3 separate regions of the Mus musculus genome follow, and all the other regions are linked to region 1. A link is a contact called in public Hi-C data. All regions are on one chromosome and are shown on one strand. The core of a region is the stretch at or near the end of the contact, and the rest is flanking DNA. Distances in the headings are between cores, read along the strand shown. Region 1 holds the start of Abhd5 (abhydrolase domain containing 5). Region 2 overlaps Ano10 (anoctamin 10). Region 3 overlaps Ano10 (anoctamin 10).

Region 1 (3,140 bases), core at 220-2,719:
CAGCACTGCTCACGGGTCCTGCCAAAAATACCAGAGAGGTCTACCTCTGACTAGGGACTGTAACCAGTCTTGCCCTCAGTGACCTCCAGCCATCATCAGAGCCATGTCACTCTCACCGTTGTGCTATGGATTCCTGAGCCTCACAGTATCAAGACCAAAAGGGCCCACAAGTTAGAATTCTCAGAGCCAGAAAAATGTCCTGACAAATTTAATAGAAACCCAAGCTACCAGGTCCTAGTTGTACCACATGACACTCTGTATTTCATGTCAATATAACTAGGAAGTTCAACAACAGACCAAAACAGTGGCTCCACTTGTTAATTATCACTTAAACAAAACTTGAAGAGTGTAGTTTCTAGCATTTCAAAAATATTCCTCCCCTAACATCTTTCCAAAATACTTACTTTCACATTACCATAATCTATTTACCCTATGGTTATCTTTCCCATACAAATGTCTCCAAATAGCTGAAGTACAACTGTCAAAATAATTTATAAAGGAGATGTATAGTCCCGTCCATATAAAACAAGTAGCCTTTTGAGAATCAGTGAAATAACTTTCATAGTAATTTAATTTTTCCACCAAGCATTGTTCTACTCACAAGGGCATGACATATCAAAAACAAAAAAGAATAACTTACTATGTCTATGAAGAAGTTGGGTGTGGTGGTTCACACATGTGATCTCAGCACTGGACGGCTGAGGCAAAAGGATTGGGTCTCTGCAGAGTTGAAAAGCTACCCTGGTCTACAGATTTCCAGGCCAGCAAGGGCTACATAGAGTGACTCCGGTTTCCAAAAAAAACAAAACAACAACAACAACAACTTAAGGGCTTCCTTCCTGTTAGGCATCTGCCCTTCAACTTTCACAAAGTTTGCCAGGGCTAGTGAAGCCAGACCGCCGGGTCACGGGAGCGCACGCACGGGGCAGCGGGAGGTGGGACGCAAGCGCCCCAGGCGCACCGGCGGCGATCGGCTGTCCCGCGAGGCTCCGAGTCCGACGCCTTCTCCCACCCTGGCGACGCACGGCTCCCGGCGCGGAGTTCTGAGCTCCGCCGCGCTCGGGATCACCGGGACGGCCGTCAACAGCAGCCGCTTTCCCTCCCCGCAGCCCCGCGGCCCTGACCGGGCCTGTCTGCCCCGACGGGTCGAGAGAGCGGGCGCCCGCGCCTTCCCTCGGCTGGCCGCCCGGGGTCGCCAGAGCGCACGAGACCCACGTCGTCCCCCCCTTCCCGGGTGATCCTCACCCTCCACCGGCGTCTGCCGAGTCCACCTCCTCCTCCGCCGCCATCGCTTTCATCACCGCCGCCGCGCAAGCGCAGGGACACACCTCGAAGCCGGCTGACAGGCCGACTGGGCGGCCCCGGGCCGCGGCCGCCCTTAAGACCGCACCGCCCGCGCATGCGTCGTCCGCCCGCTGGGACGATCCGAGGGCGCGGCCGCGCCACCGCAGGCTCGGCGTCCCAGCGGCCCGGCCTCGCAGACACGCATGCGCTGCCCGCCTGTCGCGCGGAGGCGGGGGCACTGGTAAGGAAGGTCAGCCCGACGCCGCGGGAGCCTAGGTAGTCATCCGTCGGAATAATGACCATTAATGCGTCATTCCGCCCGTGTGGACTGCCCTGGACGGGGCGCTAGGCAAGCCGTAGGTAGCCTGGAGTGAGACCCCAGCCAGAAATAGCCTGAGTGGCAGAAGTGCGCATCCTGTGGTGCTGGACCCTCCAGCCCTTACTTTCAGGTGGTGGCCTCTAGGAACTTGCACTCCACCCTGCCAGACTCTAGACTCCGGAAGGCTGAGAGCTTATGTGTGGGTACTAGAATTACACACACACCACCACCATCACCACCACCACCATCATCATCCCCACAGACCACAGAAGAGAGGGGCGAGGGAGGGAGAGAGGGAGAGCACTTCCTAGAATCCATTCTAAAATGATAGAGGGCTGAGGGCTCATAAAAATATTCTCATGAGCTCGATATGGTGGTCCACACCCTTCAAAAACACTTGGGAGTCAGAGGCAAACACATTTCTGTGAGTTGGATTAGCCTGATTAGCCAGCCAGAGCTACACAGTGAGACCCTGTCTTTAAAATAAATAAATTTAAAGGGGAGAGGGCTCGAGGGATGGCTCAGTGGTTAAGAGTGCATACTGTCCTATAGAAGAGAATGGGTTTGTTTCCAGCATCCATGTGGAGCCCCACAACTGCTTGTAATTCCAGTTCCAGGGGAGCAACACCCTCTTCTGGCCTCAGAGCACCTTAATGTATATGGTGCACATACAGGCAAGGAGGCACACCCTCGAGTGGGATTATTTTAATAATTTTTTTCCTGGTTAAGGGACGTGAGCAAATGCGTGAAAGTGATAAAGAGTAAAGCTCAGTACAGGCAAATGAAAGTCAGCAGCTAGCAAGTAAGTCCAAGACTGCGCTTTAAAAATAGAATTCAGAACTATGGCACTCACTGTGATTAAACAAATAGAGGCATCCTGGTGTTGCATAAGGGATGTTTCCCTTGGCTGGGGGCAGGTTCCTCCGGTCAGGAGAAAGTGTATGAACTAGCCTAGCTCTTTGTGCTTGTGACAAGCTGCCTACAGCTGGAGCTGTGTTGTGCAGGGGCCATCTATGCATTAGTTCCTAGGTTCAATTCCCATCCTGCCCTCTACCCCACACTCCAAAAAATGAAATTCTGAGAATATGTAATAGGTTCTCTTAGTTCAGCCACACCTGGGTGGTACTGATGCCCGGAACTACTCAGGAGCCTGATGTAAGCTAACTGAGTCTCAAATAATTCTAATAAGGCCAAAATATGTGGCATTCCCCCTTTCCCAGAGATCTAACCAAGAGCAGGTGTGTGGATGTGGGTTTGAACAGAAACAGAGGCTCCCACCACCCTCTTGATTTTTTTGAAGGCAAATGGATAATGTAAATATCGTTTGTATTCCCTTCGTTACTTTAGGATTACCTCTCTCCAGTCATCAGCTCCTCAGGAAGGCCAGAGTCCTTCCTGAAGCCTACACTAATATTCTTCCCTGTATTTAAGACCCCATGCATCACTCTCCATTTTAGACCACATTTGCTGCTGTAGAGAAACACCTTGACTAATCATTTACAACAAACAAGTTTTATCCCTCACAGTGCTGGAGACT
Region 2 (3,140 bases), core at 183-2,682, 120 kb after region 1:
GGCACCCTGAAGCACACTATTCTCTCGTGAAAATGAAGTGGCCCATGGAATCCTCCACCAGTGGGAATTAGAGCTCACTCGGTACCAAGGCCTGTGTGGTGCCAGACTCTCGGCAGTGATGATCTGATGGTAAGGAGGAGTACTTCTGCACTCATGGTGACATGCTCCTGGAAGAAGGCACCACAGTGAGCTGCATAGAAATGCACAAATCAGTGACACATGTGAGGGGAAGAAATCAAGTGAGCAACTGAATAGGAAGTGTCCTGGGAATAGTGAGACAGTGCCAGGAAAGCCCTGACAAGAGGCTTGCCGGAGATGAGCATCCCAGAGCTAAGCATCCCTGAGATGAGCATTGAGTGAGAGTCACGATTAGAGTATACAGGAAGAGGCAGCAGAGCCAGCCTCCATCAGGCCAGGCCTGGCATGTGCGGGAAAGGAGAGGAGAGAGAGGTGAGAGAGAAGATTCCAGAGGCATTCAGAGTAGGAAGGAGCTCAAATAGTATGTTTTCAGGTTATGGCTTTTATCTGGGCGTGTGTGTGTGTGTGTATGTGTGTGTGTGTGTGTGTGTGTGTGTGTGTGGCTCGTTTTTCAAATGGAGTCGCTCTGTTAGCACAGAAGACTGTGGAGGAAGGGAGAATGGTTATTGCTGAGGTGACATGACCCATGTGTAAGGCAGGCAAGGTCTGGATAATGCTGGGAGCAAGCTGGACCAGTTCTGAAAGTTGAAGGCTATGGGGCACTACATACATTAAGTTGGAGGTTATAGGGCATTACATACATTAAGCTGCTCACTGACAGCTTTCATGAGCACTGGGCCTCAAGTACATTTATTACCAACATTTGAACAAGTTTTTTTTTTTCATGTTTTTCCTTGATTACTGACAGCTTAAATCTCTTTAGCCCTTGTAGCTATTCTGAGAAGGAAGGAGTGTCTGCTATTTACTGAAATGTGATGTTCATATGTCCACAAGTCTCTGGTTTGTTCTGAGCACTCACTATGTCATAGCCGGAGGAGGGGGAGGAGGAGGAGGAGGAGGAGGAGGAGGAGGAGGAGGAGGAGGAGGAGGAGGAGGAGGAGAAGGAGGAGAGGGGGAGGAGGAGGAGGAGGAGGAGGAGGAGGAGGAGGAGGGAGGAAGGAGGAAGTAGTCTCCTAGAGTTAGAGAGGTAGTTTACTGTTCTTGTAGAGGCCCCAAGTGGGTTTGTAACACCACATCTGGTGGCTCTGAATTCTGAGGGCACTTGTGCTCATATACACACCCACACAGACACACATGTACACATAATTAAAAATAGTAAAATAAGTAATCTCTAAAGTCCAACCTCAGCTCTTGGGACCATATTATTTAATTGCACATTGTAGTGCTATGCAAGGCTCAAGCAAACCACAGTGGCTGATGCTCCCTGGTTTCCTGTCTCTTGTGTGTTTGTCATTTCCTGGGATACCTGTCACAGAGTGAGTGTTTCAGCTTTGTGATCTGAAGGGGGACTCACTGAAAAGAGCACAGAGAAAAAAGGCAGTGTACCGTCTTGATGCGGAGAATGCCAACTGATACCGTGCTTGCCGCCAAGCTCAAAGAATGGGCTCTGGTGCAGTGTAACCTTGGCTCACAAGCACCTCAGCAAATCTCTGGAGACAATGGCATCTTTATGCTCAGTCATGTCATGCAGGAAACATTGTTGGGGGCATCTGGTCCAAAGCAATTCTTATGCCAAACAGAGAAGGGCTCAGGAATTCAGTGAATTTTTCTTCAGATCTGACTTTGCCATGGACAAGTGCTGTAAGAGAAACCCCCAGGCTGCCTGGGTTGTAGCACGTGCAGGAATCTCCATGAGCTTGAGTGTAAAGCCTTGCTGTGCGTTACTTCAGAGAGTGCTTTTATTATGTCTTCTGTCTTCATTTTGCTAAAGCAAATGAGAACCGTGTGTGAGGCATTCAGAGGAACTTGTTTAAGATTTCTATCATCAGGACTGCTCGTTGCCAAGCATGAGGGTCAGGGTTCAGGTCACCAGAACATAAGTAAAAACTGAGGTGTGTGGTGGCTCACCTGTGACTGCAGGACATGGTAGGGCAGAGACAGGAGCTCCACACAGCACTCTGGCTAGTTAAAGAGCTGGCTCTGGGTTCAGTGGGAGACTCTGCCTCAGTATATAAGCTACAGGGTAAGATGACATCTGATTCCTACCTTAGGCCTCTGCACACAAGCGTGTGCATGCATACAAACACAAACACATGTGTACCTGCTCATAGACATATATTTACACATGCAAACATGCACATATACACATACACACATATGTGAAGAAATATTTTTATTATTCCTATGTTAGAGCCTTGAGATTAGTATGTGTGTTTGTGCATGTACGTGTGTATGTGAGCACTCAGTTGTGCCTATATATGCGGAAGATAGTGGTTTTGTTGCCGTCTGTCGCTTCCTGCCTTCTTGAGAGAGGGCCTCTCACTGACCCTGGTAGATCAGCTGGCTAACCAGCCCCCAGGATTGGCCTGCCCCACTTCTCAGCCCTGGGGTGATAGGTGCACATGTAAGCACATGGATTTTATGTGGATTCTGGGGATTTGAACTCTGGTCCCTGTACTTGCACAGCAAGTGGTGCACCTTAGTTCACATTTTAAAGCTGTTGACTTGACAATGATTTTCTGTCATTTCTCATTTTTCTTACAAATGGAGAGAAGTAATCTGGTTTAAAGAAACCAAACCCCTCTGAATGACAGTTAAAATACATATTTTGCCATAGCCATAGCTGAGGTCAGCTTGGGGCCTGTCACACTGCCTGTCCGTCATCAGTTTGCAGTTTTAGTGGTGCTGATCCACCTTCTCCTGGTGCTGCTGCCCCTGCCATCTTGTGTTAGTACTGATTTTGTTCACCCACTAACCCCCAGTGCTTGATCTATATAACAGGCGCCAGCTACGGTGTGAACAGCGGCCTAGTTCAGGTTTGTAGCACAGACAATCCTTCTGAGTCTACCATAGCATCATCTGAGCAGACACAGTTTTGACAGGACGGTGACTGATGCTGATGATCTTAATGGCTCCTCACTGGCAGAGCAGCCCAGGCTGCTCAGAATCCCAGGCTGAGCTTGGCTAAAACAGCTTGAATCTAATTACTGCTGTTTTCCGAA
Region 3 (3,140 bases), core at 376-2,875, 86 kb after region 1:
ATGAAGCACTGTATCCCCAGATTGGCAATTTTGGAAGGTAGGACATGGGAGGAAGGGGCCAGAGTCTCCAGCAAGAAGCAATGATAGAGAGAGGCTTATACTCTGTCCTGCTGTGAGTTCTCCTGAGGCAGCTGCATTCTATAGAGAGCTCTGGGGAACACTGTTCTTGTAGGGAGCACTATTCTAGGGAGCACTGTTCTTGCAGGGCTTGGCCTTGACTCAGCACCAAAGCTAATGGCCTTCCTCCTGGTGGTAGCTAGCAAGACACTATGGATGTGCACCAAGTATTGGAGGCTCATCCATGCCCCCCTGGGCCCCAGGAACTCTGGAACACCACCACTGTCTGCCTGCTCCATCCAGGTTCAGACTTTTGTTTACCCTCTGTTGACCTTAAAGGCTTTGTTTCATGCTTTGTGTTTTGCATTTGTAAATTTTAGTTTCATAAAACTTTCTTTTTAATGTTTCTGGATCTTTTTGTTTTTAATTTTGTTTCATGAACAAGTAAGTGTTGGTGTCTCCAGTGTTCTAGGTAACCAAGCATCCCACATTCTGTATCAACAGAATGTTGACTGATGTATTTGCAAAAGGATATGTGTAGTCTTTCTCATTCACTTGGCTGTGAGGCATGCTCCAGATACTTCTGGGTGGTGCTGCAGTAGAGTACAGACAGCAAGGTCCTGGCGCTGCTGGAAGCCCCAGCTCTCTCTGTTCCCCTGTACCAATCAGCCAACCACCTAGACATGACCAGTTCTACCTGGAGTTTGCACACTTACTCTGGTGTGTCTCACTGGGAGTATGTTCTTCCCTAAGCCCAGCCTAGCTTCCTGTTTGGCGATGTCATCACAGCTCTTGTGAGCATGAGTTCTCACTGGAGATACTCCAGAACTGTGATGGGAAGAAACCTTGTTTCTTATAAAGTTAGCCCAGCTCAGGTCCTCTGTTACAGTAACAGAAGAGCAGGCTAACATGTGTTCTAACACATGTGACGTCTTTAACATTACATGGCTGTGCTCTAGAAGGCATCAGCATCTTGTTAGGACATCCTCTGTGTGTAAGGATAGACAAAGTGGAGTAGGGGGGTCCCTAAAACCCCAAACACCATAATCAGAAATGTATGTAAGAATATTCAACCATTGAAATATGTGTATATTAGATAACACACAGCACACATGCATGCTCAAACACATGCACATTGTGTTTGGCCACATGAGTTTGTAGTCTTTATTAAACAGGTTGGAAATCAAATGAGAAACACAGGAGACATAGGTATCCCTGGGTGTAGCTGTCTTCCAGTTTGGATGGAAGTAGCCTGCTTACCATGATATCCAGCAGCCACAGGAAGGGGCTGCGCTGGTCACCCCTTGCTGTGGAACCCTCCCTTCCTCAGCTGTCTGCTGTCTGGCCAGATGCTCCGCATTGCACAGAGCCTGTCAGGAGTCCTGGGATCCCTTTGCTTTGGAGGTGAACACATGACGTCAGCCCAAGGCAGCTTTGGAGGTGAACACGTCGAGTCAGCCCGAGGCTGTTGGTATTAGTGCTTTTGCTGCTACGGTGTCCTTCAGACCAGGCCAGCCTTTGATTCCCTTGGATAAGATAGTAGTAATCTGTTTGCCATCTGGTGGCTCTCATGAGTCACTCCAGCATGGAGTGGCTATTGATGTGGAATTATCAGCACTCTGGAAGGAGGGAATCTAACTGAGGTTGCTGCCTTCTTTTGTTAGGCCCAAGCACCATCCTATTTTCCTTTCAAGGTAAGAGTCCTTCCTTGTAATTACAGTCAAAGCTGACAGGAGGAGGCTGGAGGTTTTTAAAGATGCCAGCTCCTATTTTTAGAGCTGAAACCAAAACCCTGCTCTGGCATTGGTAGCGATGAGAAGCTGGCAATTTAGACTTGAAGCCTCTCTAGAGGTTCCATTCACTGTCCTATTTTTGGAGATATACAAGCGGGCCTTTGAGCCTGGTGGAGAGCCTTCCATAATGGAGTTGTCTTGTAGAGAAGAACCCGCAACTTCGGTGCTACAAGCCAGCTCAGACTTCAAACACTGGTGGAGCAGTGGAAAACACTGTGATGGAGAAGACCCTGTTGTCGCTGTGTACCCTACACGAAGGACCAGGACTCGGGTTGTAGGTGGTTAAGTCAGGTTAGCTAAAGAAAAGTCTTCAGAAATCTTAGCATAAAGAACTGACAAAAGGTCTTGACAGCATCCAAAGCTGATAGAACTCAAACCACATGTGTATGTCTTTGCACCCTCAGAGCTGGTCCTTCCGACTGGTTCCTTTTCCAGTCACTAAGAAGGGGACCCTTCACAGTAGCTTGCCCTTTACTTCCCTCCTCCTCTGTGGAGAGTCTGAGTGATGGATTGTAAGAGGACTCATGGGTGAGGAGTTCTCTTTTCCTCCAGCTAACTGAGATCCCATCAGGGTGTGAAAGTGGTAGCCATGACTTTTTAAATGCAAATTCCATTTCATGAACAACCTTGCTCTTCAGCAAGAGACTGTCTCAAAGACTCATGGGAAAAGTGCCCCAGCTCCCCAGCATGGCCTTAGGACTGAGGATCCCTCCACACTGCAGGTGGCTCTCGGTACCTACAGCAGATAAGAGATTCTGGGTCCATTGAGCATGGCCAGGAGGCACTGTTTGTCTTTTCCATATTGTGTGTGAATGTTCCAGTCATACTTGTCACCCAGCCTCATGGAGAAGGAGGAGTGCTGGGAGTGTGAAGTTCCTGTTTGTGGATGTGTCTTGTCCTGAGGTTGGAAAGACAGAAATGAGTGAGGATGCTGCCAACACAGGAGCATCTCATCTGCCTCAGAGGAGGTCCTGTAGCCAGCGAAAATCAGAGTACTGGGGCAGAAGAATTAATTTAAAATTTGCCATTGGTCCTAGAAATCCTATTCTAAGTGTATACAGTAAGAAAGGAGTGAAGACATAGAATAATGTATGTGTAATAATTTCAGGATTTGGGGGAGGGGTGTTGGGGTGCTGGATCAGTGGTTAAGAGTACTGTCTACTCTTCAGAGGTTCCATCTGTAATGGGATTTGATGCCCTCTTCTGTCCTGCAGGCATACAGGCAAACAGAGTACTCGTGTGTATAAATAAATAAATCTTTAAAAAACTTTGATATACCACCACTCAAAT

What was found. Hi-C and Micro-C count contacts between places; a contact is called where the count stands out from the background.
Region 2: a Hi-C map of Sertoli cells shows a contact between it and region 1, with 3 times the contacts expected there. The contact joins the enhancer-like site here to the promoter of Abhd5 in region 1. A contact is called at or near these places in 2 of 39 promoter capture datasets (the C10 cell line and neutrophils), 1 of 484 Hi-C or Micro-C datasets (Sertoli cells), 3 of 115 datasets of contacts at active chromatin or transcription factors (bone marrow-derived macrophages, effector CD8 T cells and embryonic stem cells) and 2 of 9 other capture datasets (adipose tissue and liver).
Region 3: a contact with region 1 is called in a Hi-C map of cerebral cortex, with 4 times the contacts expected there. The contact joins the enhancer-like site here to the promoter of Abhd5 in region 1. A contact is called at or near these places in 6 of 39 promoter capture datasets (cranial neural crest, liver, macrophages and 3 more), 1 of 15 datasets of contacts at CTCF or cohesin (the NIH/3T3 cell line), 7 of 484 Hi-C or Micro-C datasets (LSK cells, the N1E-115 cell line, bone marrow-derived macrophages and 4 more), 7 of 115 datasets of contacts at active chromatin or transcription factors (the SCID.adh cell line, bone marrow-derived macrophages, embryonic stem cells and 4 more) and 3 of 9 other capture datasets (adipose tissue, liver and pancreatic islet).

Annotation. Positions count from the first base shown.
Region 1 is chr9:122,349,945-122,353,084 of GRCm38.p6, reverse strand. It overlaps Abhd5 (abhydrolase domain containing 5), which reads right to left and starts at 1,469. Exons shown (of 7, transcript NM_026179.2): 1 at 1,246-1,469. The coding sequence starts at 1,298.
Region 2 is chr9:122,225,908-122,229,047 of GRCm38.p6, reverse strand. The region is part of intron 11 of Ano10 (anoctamin 10); the gene reads left to right. Among named protein-coding and RNA genes, the nearest start is that of Mir8106, 47 kb to the left of the region's middle. Within about 2 kb of position 1,432, at least 23 of the 459 cell types and tissues checked have an H3K27ac peak or open chromatin away from gene starts, as enhancers often do. A contact at or near this core is called in Sertoli cells, where this site is marked.
Region 3 is chr9:122,264,421-122,267,560 of GRCm38.p6, reverse strand. The region is part of intron 4 of Ano10 (anoctamin 10); the gene reads left to right. Among named protein-coding and RNA genes, the nearest start is that of Mir8106, 8.0 kb to the left of the region's middle. Within about 2 kb of position 1,625, at least 16 of the 459 cell types and tissues checked have an H3K27ac peak or open chromatin away from gene starts, as enhancers often do. A contact at or near this core is called in cerebral cortex, where this site is marked.